Regions from separate parts of the Rattus norvegicus genome. Here region 2 is linked to region 1. The links are chromatin contacts, called in public Hi-C maps. All regions are on one chromosome and are shown on one strand. The core of a region is the stretch at or near the end of the contact, and the rest is flanking DNA. Distances in the headings are between cores, read along the strand shown. Region 1 overlaps Cfap77 (cilia and flagella associated protein 77). Region 2 holds the start of Cfap77 (cilia and flagella associated protein 77).

Region 1 (6,583 bases), core at 1,052-3,551:
AAATAAAATAAATAAATCTTTTTAAAAAATTGGGTTTGCCAGGATATTTAATCACACCATAGAGCTGAAACGCCACAGTCAGTAAAGTGTTTGCCTTGCAAGCATAAAGATGTGAGTTTGATCCACAGCACCTACATACAAGCCATTACAGACACACATGTCTATATTCCCAGGGCTAGAGAGAAAGAGACAGGATCTGTGGCTGACAGTCTAGCCCACTTGGTGAGCCCCACGTCCCACTATGAGATGTGTCTCAAGACTTACAGTGAGCAGATGCTGGAGGGGTGTCCAGTACCTAAGGGCAGGCACCTGGTGCCCTGGCAGAGGACCTTGAGTTTGTTTCCTAACACCACATGACAGTCCAGAAGCAACTGTAACCCCAATTCCAGGGGACCCACGTGTCCTTTGCTGGTATTCAAGGGCACAACACATATATGATGCACTTATATACATGTAGGCAAAAATACTTAGGTACATAAAATAAAAAACTAAGGTGAGCCCTGATTACAGAGACAGGACCCCAGATGTCAACCTCTGGCCTCCACATGCACACACAAACTCAACCACCCAAAGACACGTTCACTTTGCATACCCCATTTACCAAACAACCCCACTGAAGCAGAAATATGCATCAATCCATCCATCTGGAATACATTTATTAAGCACCAAGTGTCTACTCTGACAGTTAAACTCATATCTCTTTGGTATTGTTTTGTTATAGTTTTGTTTTTGGTTTTTTTAGACAGGCTCTCTCTACATAGCCCTGGCCATCCTAGAACTCACTGTGTAGACGAGGCTGGCCTCAAACTCATAGAAATCTGCGTGCCTCTGCCTCCGAGTGCCGGGATTAATGGGGTGAGCCACCATGCCCAGCAAGCTCACATTTCTTACCTAGCATCAGTCCGTTCTCCATTTCTCATGGGCTTACTTTCTGACTGGGTGTTTGGGCTGTGGGAAGTCCTCTTCAGAGGCTGGTCATGGGCATCCCTCACCTGCCCTGTTCTCAGTAGTACCAGGCTAACTGTGGGGCAAGCCACAAGCACACACCACTGTAGGACAGCCTCTGTACTGGACTCACTCACAGTGGGAGCTTGGGCAGGCCTGCACATGTAGCACGAGGTTCTTTGAAGCATGATCTTCGTTCAACATGAGGCCTGGTACTGGATACGTGGTTAAACAGGATGGACCCAATTAAAAGGGATATAATTCACGTGGCCTCGGGTGGGAGGATTGGGAGGGGAAGGTAGGCTCTAGAGGGCAAACAGTGTCAGCAGAAGGGAGAGGGAATGTATACCTCCTGAGCTTGGAGTCTAAGAAGTGAGACTCTAGGGATATGCCTAGTGGCCAGCCTGTTGACTTACCTGGAAGTCATCTCAAGTAAGTAGGCCTCTAGAACAGAGGAGTGACTGGGGGTACAGCTCAGCAAATCGTGTGCTTGTCTAGTATACATGAGGTCCTGGGGTCCCCCTAGCAGTGCATACACTGGGCGTGGTGGCATACTCCTGTGAATCCTAGCACTGGGGGCAGAGGCAGGAGGATCAGAGGTTCAGTGTAGGTGTTGGGGTTAAGCTCACAGTCTTCTGTAATAGCTCCCCTTACAAAGGAGCCACTTGCGGCCCTGGAGGAGCCCGGTAAGCATCAGCCTGAGAGCCCCTGCATGGTCATGACCGTTAGACCCTGTGGAGCCGCTGGTGGAGAGCCGTGGAGTAAGGAAATTCCTTCTGAGATGCTTCTAAATTAAGCCATCCGCGGTCTGTCTCCGCCTGGAGCTAAGAAACTGTAATGGCTTTGGCAGGAGAGAGCTTGGCTGAGTGGAGCTCTGAGCCACTCTGAGGTCAATGCAGGTAAATAAGAGTATGACCATAGCAGCTTCCTAGCAGTCCAGGGAACACTGCAAACCAGTAACCCTACCCCTAGTCGACAACGGTGTGGCCCTGCTTAAAGGCGGGACACTGCATGAATCTAAACATTTTTCAAAGATGGACCTGAGCGTCCGCTCCACGGTGCCCTAGAGACACCACAGAGGAAGACAGGACAAGCCTGGCCCACACTGCCCAGCGGCACAGTTGCTAAGCACACAACTGCTGAATTACAGCTTACACCGGAGCTGTTAAATGAGATCTGGGACAGGAGAATCTAACTTTATGGGCATAGGCAGAATCTCTAGAAAGGATGAGAACTGCCCAGGGGAAGGAAAAAGAGAAATGTCCCAGACAGGAGGGGTTAACCTAAGGTCTGAAGTGGAAGGAATCTTGGCAAATTAGAGGAAATGAAAGCAAGCAAGTGTGGCCTGGGTCAGTGAGCCCAGGCAGGGAGCTGACTGGCAGTGCCAGGATAGATTTATCCCCAGTGTGCCTGGGGTCACCATCCCTTCACAGGCTGCGTCCTTTGTTCCCTGCAGCTGGATTAAATAAAAGAATCTCAGAAATTTGGGGCTGGCAGAGACTTTGTGAATGCAACACACCACTGGTAAAGAGCTCCCAGCCCAGAAGCAGACAGCAATCTTGAGTCTCCAGTGAGCCAGCCTGGCCCCTCCCCCTGGCCCCTCCCCCTCCCCCGGCCCCTCCCCCTCCCCTGGCCCCTCCCCCTGCCCCCTGCCCTCCACCTTATCCTGCTTCCCCTGGGCTCCCCCCACAAGCACTCATTCCCTTCTAACAGTCATTCTCTTTGAATGCTGTTCCTACCCGCAGTCTCTAGACCTGGCTAGACTTGAACTCATGTTATGGCTGAGGATGACGATGAATGTCTGATCTTCCTGACTATACTTTCCAAGGCCAAGTACACCATCACTCCTCATTTAAAACATCCTTCCCTTGGGCCAAGTGTATTCTGTATTACAGACACGCAGACTGAGGAGAGGCTTGTGGAAGAGACTTGGATGCAGAGCCACACAAAGGTGACATGGGAAGGCAGGGAAAGGAATGTATGCCCCGTGATGATAGGCTCACGGGTGGAAGACACGAGTGCGTGGATGCCAGCATGGAGGCCTCCATGGCCCACAGACACAGGCTCATGGGATCTCAGAGTGATGGGGAGGGGAGCGGGGACACCACTCCGGGTCCATAAGATCAGCAGTAACTATGTCTGAGGTTGAACGCAGGCATGCTTGCTGGTTGGTCGCAGTGAGAAGTACCTGTAATCGCAGGAATTGGGAAGTAGAGGCTTGTTTGAGAGCAGCCTGTGCTACCTAGTGAAACCTCATCTAACAGAACCAGAGGCTGGCCAGACGGCTCAGTCAGTAAAGAGCTGCTGCCCAGGCACGAAGACCAGATTCCCAGCAACCACACAAAAGCCGGGGGCAATGGTAAGTGCGTATGATCCCAGCACGGGGGACGTGGGGACAGCAGATCCCGGGTACCCATTGGCTAGTCAGACTAGCTGAAATGGTGAGCTCTGGTTCCAAGGGGAGACAGAAGCAACAGAAGAAGTCGATCTCTGGTAGACACAGGGGAGCGTGCCCCTCCCCACACCCAGCTTACAACACACACACACACACACACACACACACACACACATGAAAGTCTCTTATAAGCACCACCTGTCAATAAAAAAAAAGCTGATGGCCAATGAGATGAGGCAAGAAATAGGAGGTGGGACACTGACAGGAAGTGAAAGGATTCTGGGAAAGGGGGGAGAATAAAAGGAGATGCAGGGAGAGCTAGAGGAGGAGACCCTGAGGAAGAAGCGAAGGAAGAAGCAGGCCAGGACTGAAGGGGAGGTAAGTAACCTTGTGGAAGACACAGAATAGTTTGAATGGGTTAAATAAGTTACGAGCTAGTCAGGGATGGGCCAAGGTTTGTGGCCTAGGCCTTTATTAATAAATAGTTTCAGAGTTGTCATTCCAGGAGTAGGAGCTGGGAAGGAAAACATAATTTTTTTTTTACAGCGCGCACACACACACACACACACACACACACACACACACACACACGCACACGCACCCACACACATGCCCGTAAGCATGCATGCACCCGGACACAAACGTCCTGCCAGTGGTTTTACATCACAAGAGAACCTAGAGAGACTTTTCGGAGTGTCCTCTAACGGTGACAGAGGAGGTACATGTGACATGGTAACATGGAATGAACACTGGAACCCAGAACACATCTCCTTGACAGGACCAAGCCAACGGAGCCTATCGGACTGAGGCAGTGGACAGTGCGGAGACCCCACCGCCACAGCAACCCTTAAATCGCAGGGAACCGAAGTCAAACAAAGCCCGGCTTCCATCCACACGGCTAGCAGCCACTGGGGAGGTGACCACACTCTCTGGATTTATCTGAATCAACAGGCAGACACTTCAAAGCCACGAGGCTGTATGGAAATAATCACAGAAAATGGCTACCGACTAGAACATAGGGCCGATGTCGTTTAAATTTATGTATTTTGATTTTATACATACAGGTTTTTTGGGATTTGTTTTGTTTTTTGTTTGAATGTATGTCATGGGTGCATGCAGAGCTGGGAGACACCAGAAAAAGGTGTCAGATCTCTGGAACTGGAGTTGTAAACCACCATGTGGGTGCTGGGCATTGAACCCAGGTCCTCTGGAAGAGCAGCCAGTGCTCTTGAAGGCTGAGCCATCTCTCCAGCCCACTTTGATATGAAAACAGAAGAGAGGTGAGGGCATGGGGCACCGGTCAAGTGCAGATGGCCTGTGGCTGACTGGGCGGCCTGGGTGCACCTGCTCAAGGTCAAAGGCTCGTTTGGTTTTCTCCCCTTTCTCTTTTGTGGTTTCCACATTTCTTCAGCTTGAGCCTCTGCTACAGATGGAGAGTTTAAGCTGCCATAGTGGGGTTCTTCCAGGGACAAGGGCAGCAGGAATTGGCCACAAGCTTCAAAATGGAGTCCTACAGTCTGCTTGGGTAACTGCCAGCGTTGGAATGGACTGGTGCGTGGAGCACACAGCCCCTCCCATGCTTGCAATGGCCAGGAAAACTCAAACCCAAGACCGTGCACACACCCAGGTCAAGCAGCTTTTCCACGGAGCTCACTAGACTCCCAGTCTCTGACACATACCCATCGTTGGGCCCTCTGACACTTGGTTACACATGGTCTCCAACTGGGCCCCAGCTTTCCAGAGACAGGTCTGAGGCCTAACAAGGTGAAGAGAGGCTTGAAGGAAAAATAGCCAGAGTAGGGGAAAAAAAAAAGAAAGAAAATCTACCAAAGAGCTCGGGGGAGGGGGGTGACAGCCACTGAGGTTTAGTTGAGTTTCTTAAATGACAACCGTGCAGGTGACTGGGACAGCGATCCTGCTGTAAAGATTGAGGGGCTGTCTGCTCTAATGAGAGGCACTTGAAAATTATGGATCAGTCCCAGGCCAGTAATTTCTGTCAAGTTCGGGGCAGCTGGAGGTCAGAGGCCCCAGTAGAACACTAGTCAGGGCAAGACCTCTTTGGCGAACAGGCTGGAGCCTCCCCTCTGATGTAGCAGGTTGTGGGTTAAGTAATTAATGAGGAGAACAATCTCTCCTGAGACATCTGGTCCCCTAAATTGTTATTCTGCTACTGGCTCCAAAAATAGCAGAGCAAGGACACAGAATCCGACCCTCCCTGCTGACACACACTGGGGCTTCAAAGAACAACTGTGCGGGCAAACTTCCTGCCTCCCTGCAAGGGTTCTGTTCAGCACCAGTCCTGACTCATGACTGGAAAGGGGTTGGGGGAGGGACCACCCTCACTTGACAAGACGGGGGACTGAAGTGCAGAGAGACAATGACTCTCTGCAAACCTGGAGAGGTTCTGCTACTAGAAAACCAGGTCTGTGTCTACCCACTCACTAGGCCAGGAGAAATCAGGGGCATTTGCGCCTCTGAAGATGAGACCCTGGGGCTACAGAGACAGTTCAGTCGGTGCCTGCAAGCATGAGACTTGAAGTCCATCCCCACAGCCCACATAAAAGTTGGGCAACACTCGCCTAGAATCCCACACTGAGGCGGCAGAGTCAGGCAGATCCCTGGTGTTCACTGGCCGGGCTGTTCAGCATACTCAATGAGCTGCGGGTCAGAGAGGTGTTGCCTCAAACAAGGTGGAGGGCAATGAGAGATACCTCTGCAGGGAAGGTGAGTTCGATCCCTGGCACCCGTGTACAGATGGAAGGAGAGAACTTGAGTCCATAAGTTGTCCTCTGACCCCTGCGGTAGTGTCATGGCCCACACATGGTCATCACACACGCACACACACACAATAACAAATGAATAAAATAATTTTAGGAGAGCAGAGATGGGAAAGGATGGGAGGTGGCAGGCAGAGGAAGGCACTGATCTCAACCTCTGCCTTCCATATCCACGAGTACACACGTGTGCGCACACATACACATGCACACACGGCACACAAACAAGTGAGAATCTACCGGGATCTCTCCATCACGTCCTAGGAGTGGCTATAGCCGGTCTGCAGCAGTTGAAAACAAAATTCCACAATAAAGCCATTTGCTGTTGCCGGGGGAGGTGGATAATACTACAGCAGCCTCAGTCATGAGGTAGGGTGTATAGCTGGACTTCCCACAGACATCCAGGTCAGGCTGGGCTGTCCCTCTAGCCACAGACTGTGTCTGTGTAAGTGAGATCTGAGGGCATAAC
Region 2 (6,583 bases), core at 2,821-5,320, 110 kb after region 1:
CCTACCTTGGGCTCCCTCTCCTCAAAACGGAATGTTCTGGGCTTGTAGTTCACTGGAAATCTCAGAGGAGGTGACCTGTGACATTGCCTGACTTACTGTGTATGTGTGCCTGTGTTTTGTCACGTGTGTGTCTCCCTGTTTGTATCTCTGTGTGCCTATATGCCTGTACACATGATTCTATGTGTGGCTGTGTCTCTATGTGTGGACCTCATCTCTTCAGGTAAACCCTAAGTAGTCAAGTCTCCATAGGCAGGGGCTGAGTTTTGAACTTGTTTCTATGCTTCCCCCCACACCCCAGCTTAGGATGGCCCTAGGCGTCTAATAAACACTTAAGAAGTTAGTTCTTCACTCTTGTCAAGTCCTAAGAAAGTATTGATCACTTCTGCAGAGATGCTGAGTGAGACAATGCTGGAATCAGATTCATCTGTGAACACTTCCGACTGCCTGTTATACAGGATGTGACAACCGTGGGTCACCCTTGATTAATTAGTTATGACTTGTGGCCAAAATAGCATGAGGTTGTAAGTCAGGAGACCAGACACCAGGTCACAGGAGCAGCCCAGATGAGTGTTTTCCCTGGTTGGAGGCCTCCCTAAGCCTCCCAAAAGGAGATACATTGATGTCAGCAAACTTCCTTCTAGCCTCAAATGCTTGATTCTATGACTTTATTTTACAAATGTATGCTCTTCTTATTTGTGACATAAACCCCCTCAGGAACAAAAAAACAAAGTCGGTAATAAATTATGAAAAAAATCAGGGGCCCTGATCATTCACACATTCTGAGGGTGCTGGATTCAATCAATCCCGCCCCTGTACTGCAGGCTGCCTCTCTGGGGTGACAGAAGATTCAAAGCCGTCAGCGGAGCAAACTGTGCAGTCTCTCCCCGTAATTGTATTGACAGGATATCAGCCAAGTTGCTGTGGTGGGAAGGGTATGCTCTGACAGGTTTTGTGAGGGAGCCTCGAAGGCTACTGTGGCAGGATTCTATGTTGAGTCTCCGGATTCTAGGGAAATGAGAACCAAGCAGGGGGAAGCTGGGTTCTTTCCCAATTTAATTTTAGGCTTCCCAAAGAGTTGCACAGGAAGGAGAGCTGGCTGGCTGCACATCACTTGACAATAGAGAAGCCCCTGCCAATGAAAACTATTTACATTATTTTTGTGGTTGCATAAGACACCATCTTGACTCAATTAATGGCTATTAAGTCAGCAGTTGGCCTGGGTTTCAGGACATGAGCAGCTGCTGAGTGTTTATGGCTAAAACACCTGCTAGCAAATCTGAGGTTTCCCCCTTTTCCTCTGGTTGCTGTGGCTTCATGAAGATATGTGATGTGTTTTAATAACTGAGGCAGATACATCCTGGTAAATTCCACGGGTGGAAAATAAGAAGATTGGGTTTGTTCAGTCAATGTCTCGGCATTTGAAGTCGAAAACGAAGGAGGAGGAGGAAGAGGAGGAGGAGGAGGAGAAGAAACAAACAAGAGACCTATCCATGAGGAGACTCAATGTGCACAACAGCCCCCCCATATGGTAGGATAAACATTTCGGGGTGTGGGATTCCTCTCATAGAGATGTACTGCTTCAGGCTCAGGAACAGATAAGCTAACATACACCTCAGTTCCCAGTATTCCCCAAAGACACCCAGACCCAGAAGCACCCACATGATGAGGAAGCTATTCACCCCAACAGTGGGGCCAGCAAAACTGGATCCTACAAGTCAAGCTCAATCAAAATAGCAAGACATTTGTACAAATATATATATATATATATATATTAAATGTTCTGGAACCCTAACTACCTTTAATATTTCCATTTTCTTTAAATCTCCCCCACCCCATGTTTCAGAATTCAATTTTTCTTTACATAGAGAAAGCTGTGTTGGGCTTTTAGGCATGGCTTTTAAGCCATCTCTGCCGGAACCTGGCGTCAAACCTTGCAGACATTTCCCCATGCACTGGTTTAGAAGAGGCAACAGGGAGTAGCCGGCTTCCTTTTCACATTCTCTCTCTCTGCCAACTTTTATACTGGCTGAGTTTTGATGGAAGATCTTACAGGAAGAGGCAAATATTGAATGCGGACATCCTAACAGCTAGCTGAGCTTCCAACACCAAGAACAACTGGAGGAAAAGACTGCCCCCTGCTGCTACTTGTAAGAGTGTCCCAAGCCCTGTCACAAAGAGTGTTAACACGGGGCCCCTGCTATTGGTGGGACCAGGGATCAGGGACCAGGACAGCCTGAAAACAGAACCCCATTGGTGGATCAATCATCACCCATTTAAAAAAAAAAGAAAGGAAAAGAAAAGAAAAGAAAAGAAAAAAAAAAAGATCATTCCTAAACTCTCTTCCAGAAACAAGGATGGAATTCCTCCTGAAGGCTGTCAAGTTAGCGCCACCTACAGGCCAAATGCTGTCATTCATTACAGCCAGGGAGAAAGCAAAGGGGAAGAGGGGCGGTATTCACATGTTGTATTGACACGCATTGTAGTTTATACATCTACGTACAAATGCTAAACATATAGTGAGAAATATATAACACATGTGTGTGCTAGACATATATACAAGTGAATGCAGATATACATATATATGTGTCACCTGGTATGAACGTTACCCAAGAATTCACTGTGGAAGTGACTCTATAATGCCCTTCCTCTCATATTTAAGTGGGAAGGAGCTGCACACTAGTGACACCTGCTTAAAGCGATGTTGGACTAGATGCACCAGGTCAGGAGGATAACAGCGGGGACGGGGAATGCACTCTCAGAGGGGAGGGGTAAGGGAGGAACTCTTGGAGGGAGGACAGAGGTGAGGGGAGGGCAGCATTTGGGATGTAGATAGATAGATAGATAGATAGATAGATAGATAGATAGATAGATAGATAGATAGAAGTAATGTTGGAAAATTATTAGTACTGCCATTGATAGGCGGTACTTGATTTTCTCCTTGGCCTAAGGCAATGAATTCCAACTGTCTGTCCCAGGTCCCTGCTGAGATTAGTAATCGAAGAAGTAAGCAAGACCTATTCCACTGTAGAGACAACTCAGAGGGCCAGTGCTAAGAATGCTGCTGCACGGGTTCACTGTATCTAGATTCTATCCTCCGAGGAGCTTTAATTAGCCCAGAAAGTTCTAATTATATAAGTCTGCCTATAGTCAGAGAAACCATCAGCGCGCCCATCCCTCTCCGGAACCTGGGAAACCGAGCTCATTTTTAGAAGCATACTGCCCTCTAGCGGCACAATATAAATTTGCTCCACTAAACTTCAACTTTACTTTTTCTGTCTCCCCGCGCGTAAAGAGTCCACCGCCACGTGTAGTTTTCAGGCAGGCAGGAAAACAAACAAAGGTGCGGGGAACTGGCACTGAAAGGGAAAGTGATCCGTCTATAAACGCTGCTCCCACGCGAGTGCCAGCCCTGTCTCCTAGAGGGGTTTGGATCCCACATCCCGACACACTTAGGGTGGTGATGTGATGCTTCCGCGAGAGTCCCAGAGCACCTGCTGCATTGTAGACCAGAGGTGCTGGGGAAGGTGGGTCTTGGGTGGCAAGGGCAAGGATGGGTACCTGAGATCTATCACCCTGCGGGTAGATCGAGCCCCGTAGATATTGCTCTATCCATAGTCTTTCCAAGTCGTGGGGAAAGACCCCACTAACGTGTGCCACTTGAGACACAGAGGTTCCTGAGGTTCAGGGACCGGCTACGACTGCAGAGAGTCCAGGCCTGTTCCACCCCAGAGCAAGTTTCCAACACTGCGCCCAAACCCTGGGCCCTGAGGACAGGGGGTTCAGCAGCCGGAAACCATCGGCGGCGTCGGTGCCCGCGGAGGGGACGATCGCGCCCGGGCGCTCACCTTGACAATGAGCGGGTTCTGAAACATGGAGTCACGCACGACCCCCAGCCTTTCGTTCTCCATGCCCGGGCGGATGTCGACCACCGTCAGCGGCCGTCGGGGCGGCGGGCAGATCTGGCTGACCGTGCGGTGCACGGGCTGCTTCTTCTTCTTCCATCGCGAGAGGTCTTTCCGGGGTTTCCCCGGGTCAGGCATCCTGGGGGTCTCCGGGATCAGACCCTGGCTGCAAAGTCCACAGAGTTCTGCGCTGTCTGAGGACCCCAGCCCCGAGCGTGCGCGCGCTCCGGGCTGCACCACGGGGACCCTGGGGTGTACCCCGTGGCAAAGCAGACTCCGGAGCAGAGCGCGCCCACCTGCGGAGCCTCCGTCGAACGCTTAAACCCCGCCAGTTCTTCGGAGAGATTTGGGCACCTCGCTGCAGATTGAGACAGGGAAGAGTGTCTAGACTACCCCTTTCAGAGAAATGGAATGTCCCGTCTCCTTGGCGACAGGACGCCAACAGCTCAGGAGCTTCCGGTTTTCTTTCCAGAAATTCTTAGCAACCACAGAGACCTTTTAGACTTGTCTCGAGTCCATATGGAAAAACCCAAGAATCGAATCTAGGTTGTGTTAAAAGAAAAGAGGTTTATCCTTGGCTTACACCCTCCCTCTAACTACCCCACTCTAGTCACAGTTCCTTCCCCCTCTCCCTCTCCCTCTGTGATAAAACACCAGGACAAGGAACAACTAGAGAAGGAAGAGTTTATTCCTGCTTATGGTTCTAAAGGGATACGGGTCCCCTGTGGCAGGCTGGTATGGTGGCTAGAAAAGGTTTCTGAGACCTCACATCCTGAACTCCCCAATCATGCAGGAGGGAGGGAGGGAGAGGGAGAGAACACTGGAAATAGCAGGAGACTTTGAAACCCCAGTGACCTACTCCAGGAAGGCCATACCTCTAGACCTCTCCAAACATCTCCACCAACTGGAAAACAACTGTTTAAATAGATGACACCATTCTCATTCAAGGCGAACCACTGTAGACCCTGAAGATTTCAACCTGTATCGAAGGCATTTTCTCTTGGGGCATTTTAAAAACCATTTAACAATTTCATGCGTAAGCATGACGAGCTGTGTTCATACCATCTCCTTATTCCTCTCCCCAGTTGCTGAACCCTTCTGGTCAGCAAGTCCCTCTTCCACTCTCAGGTATCATTTTGTGCCCCACTGAATTCAGTTAAGGCTGCTGACCTAAGCATAGGAGAGGGTGACTTACACTAGGACATAAAGTCCTCCTTGCCCCCCAACAACCATTAACTGTCAAGGGCACTTTGGGATATGACCAGGTCCTCACCATGGCTACTGATTAGGAGAGGGTTGTCACTGTGCAGCCCTCACTGGCCTGGAACTCAGAGATCCATTTGCCTCCGATGCCTGAGGGCTGGATTAAAGATGTGTAATAAAGGGGTTGGGGATTTAGCTCAGTGGTAGAGCATTTGCCTAGCAAGTGCAAGGCCCTGGGTTCGGTCCCCAGCTCCAGAAGAAAAAAAAAAGATGTGTAATGAAGCTTTGCAAGTCCACAGCTCTGTTATAAAGACTCTTTACAGATTTATGTGTATGAGTATATTTGTCAGCACATGTGTTAATGCATCTATGTCTGCCTGATGCCTGCGGAAGTCAGAAGAGGATTCTGGATGCTCTGGAACCAGAGCAATGGATGTTTGTGAGCCTCGGTATAGTGCTGGGTCCTCTGCAAGGCAAACAAGTGTTCTTAACCAATAAGCTCTCCTCCAGCTCCACGCTCATGGATTGTAACATGGTGCAGTAATGATGTCTATTATGCAGTCCATATGAAAAAATAAGAATTCTTTTTGGAGGCTCAATGGTTAAGAGTACTGCCTGCTCTTCCAGAGGACCTGGTTTCAATGCCCAGCACCCACATGGCAGCTCACAACAACTGCCTGTGACTCTAATTCCAGGGGATCTGACACCTTCACAGACACGTGCAGGCAAAATGCCAATGCACATAAAATTAAAATAAAAAAGAATTATTTCTGTAAAATGCTCCCTTTTATTGTACGCATATGGATTTCGGCCTACGTGAAAGTCTATGCCTCAGTGCATGCCGTATATGTGAGTTCATTGTTCCACCTTCAACATTAAACACAAAAATACCCACTTCCACAAGACTCTGAGTTCACCTCGGAGCAAGATGCACTGACAACCAATATGAACTCCAAGGCTTTGCCTACCATCAGTGGACACTGTCAGTGCCAAAGCAGACAACATAGACGTCCAGCTGCTCAGACAAGGCTTGACACAGACCTGCAGGGATGCAGTGTGTCTACTTACGGTTTTCCCAGGCTGCTTCACTATGTAACCCAAACCTGTGATCCTCCTGCCTCAGCCTTACACATGCTGGGATTACAGGCATTTGTTACTTCAGCTGGCCAATTGTGCTTTTTAAAAGATTTTTTGAATGTATACGAAAGTTTTGCCTGCATGTGGTATATGCACCATGTGTCTATACCTGGTGCATGAGGACATCAGAAGAGGGCATTGGATCCCCTAGAACTGGAGTTATGAGCAGTTGTAGGGCACCTTATAGGTTCTGGGAACTGAACCTGGGTCCTCTGGAAAAGCAGTAAGTGCTCTTAACCACTAAACCATATCTCCAGCCCATTTAAATGAAAGATGCTTAACAGCTCACACAGAGAAAGTCACAGTAGTTTGAAGGAGAATGGCAAAGTAGAGGGGAAAGC

The links. A called contact is a pair of places that touch in the nucleus more often than the background predicts.
Region 2: a Hi-C map of Schwann cells shows a contact between it and region 1, with 5 times the contacts expected there. The contact joins the promoter of Cfap77 here to the enhancer-like site in region 1. A contact is called at or near these places in 8 of 12 Hi-C or Micro-C datasets (the A7r5 cell line, the Rat2 cell line, Schwann cells and 5 more) and 1 of 1 datasets of contacts at active chromatin or transcription factors (oligodendrocytes).

What each region holds. Positions count from the first base shown.
Region 1 is chr3:32,662,415-32,668,997 of GRCr8, forward strand. The region is part of intron 5 of Cfap77 (cilia and flagella associated protein 77); the gene reads right to left. Among named protein-coding and RNA genes, the nearest start is that of Barhl1, 19 kb to the left of the region's middle. Within about 2 kb of position 2,302, at least 11 of the 93 cell types and tissues checked have an H3K27ac peak or open chromatin away from gene starts, as enhancers often do. A contact at or near this core is called in Schwann cells, where this site is marked.
Region 2 is chr3:32,775,191-32,781,773 of GRCr8, forward strand. Cfap77 (cilia and flagella associated protein 77) reads right to left here and starts at 4,071. Exons shown (of 6, transcript NM_001127563.1): 1 at 3,846-4,071. The coding sequence starts at 4,040.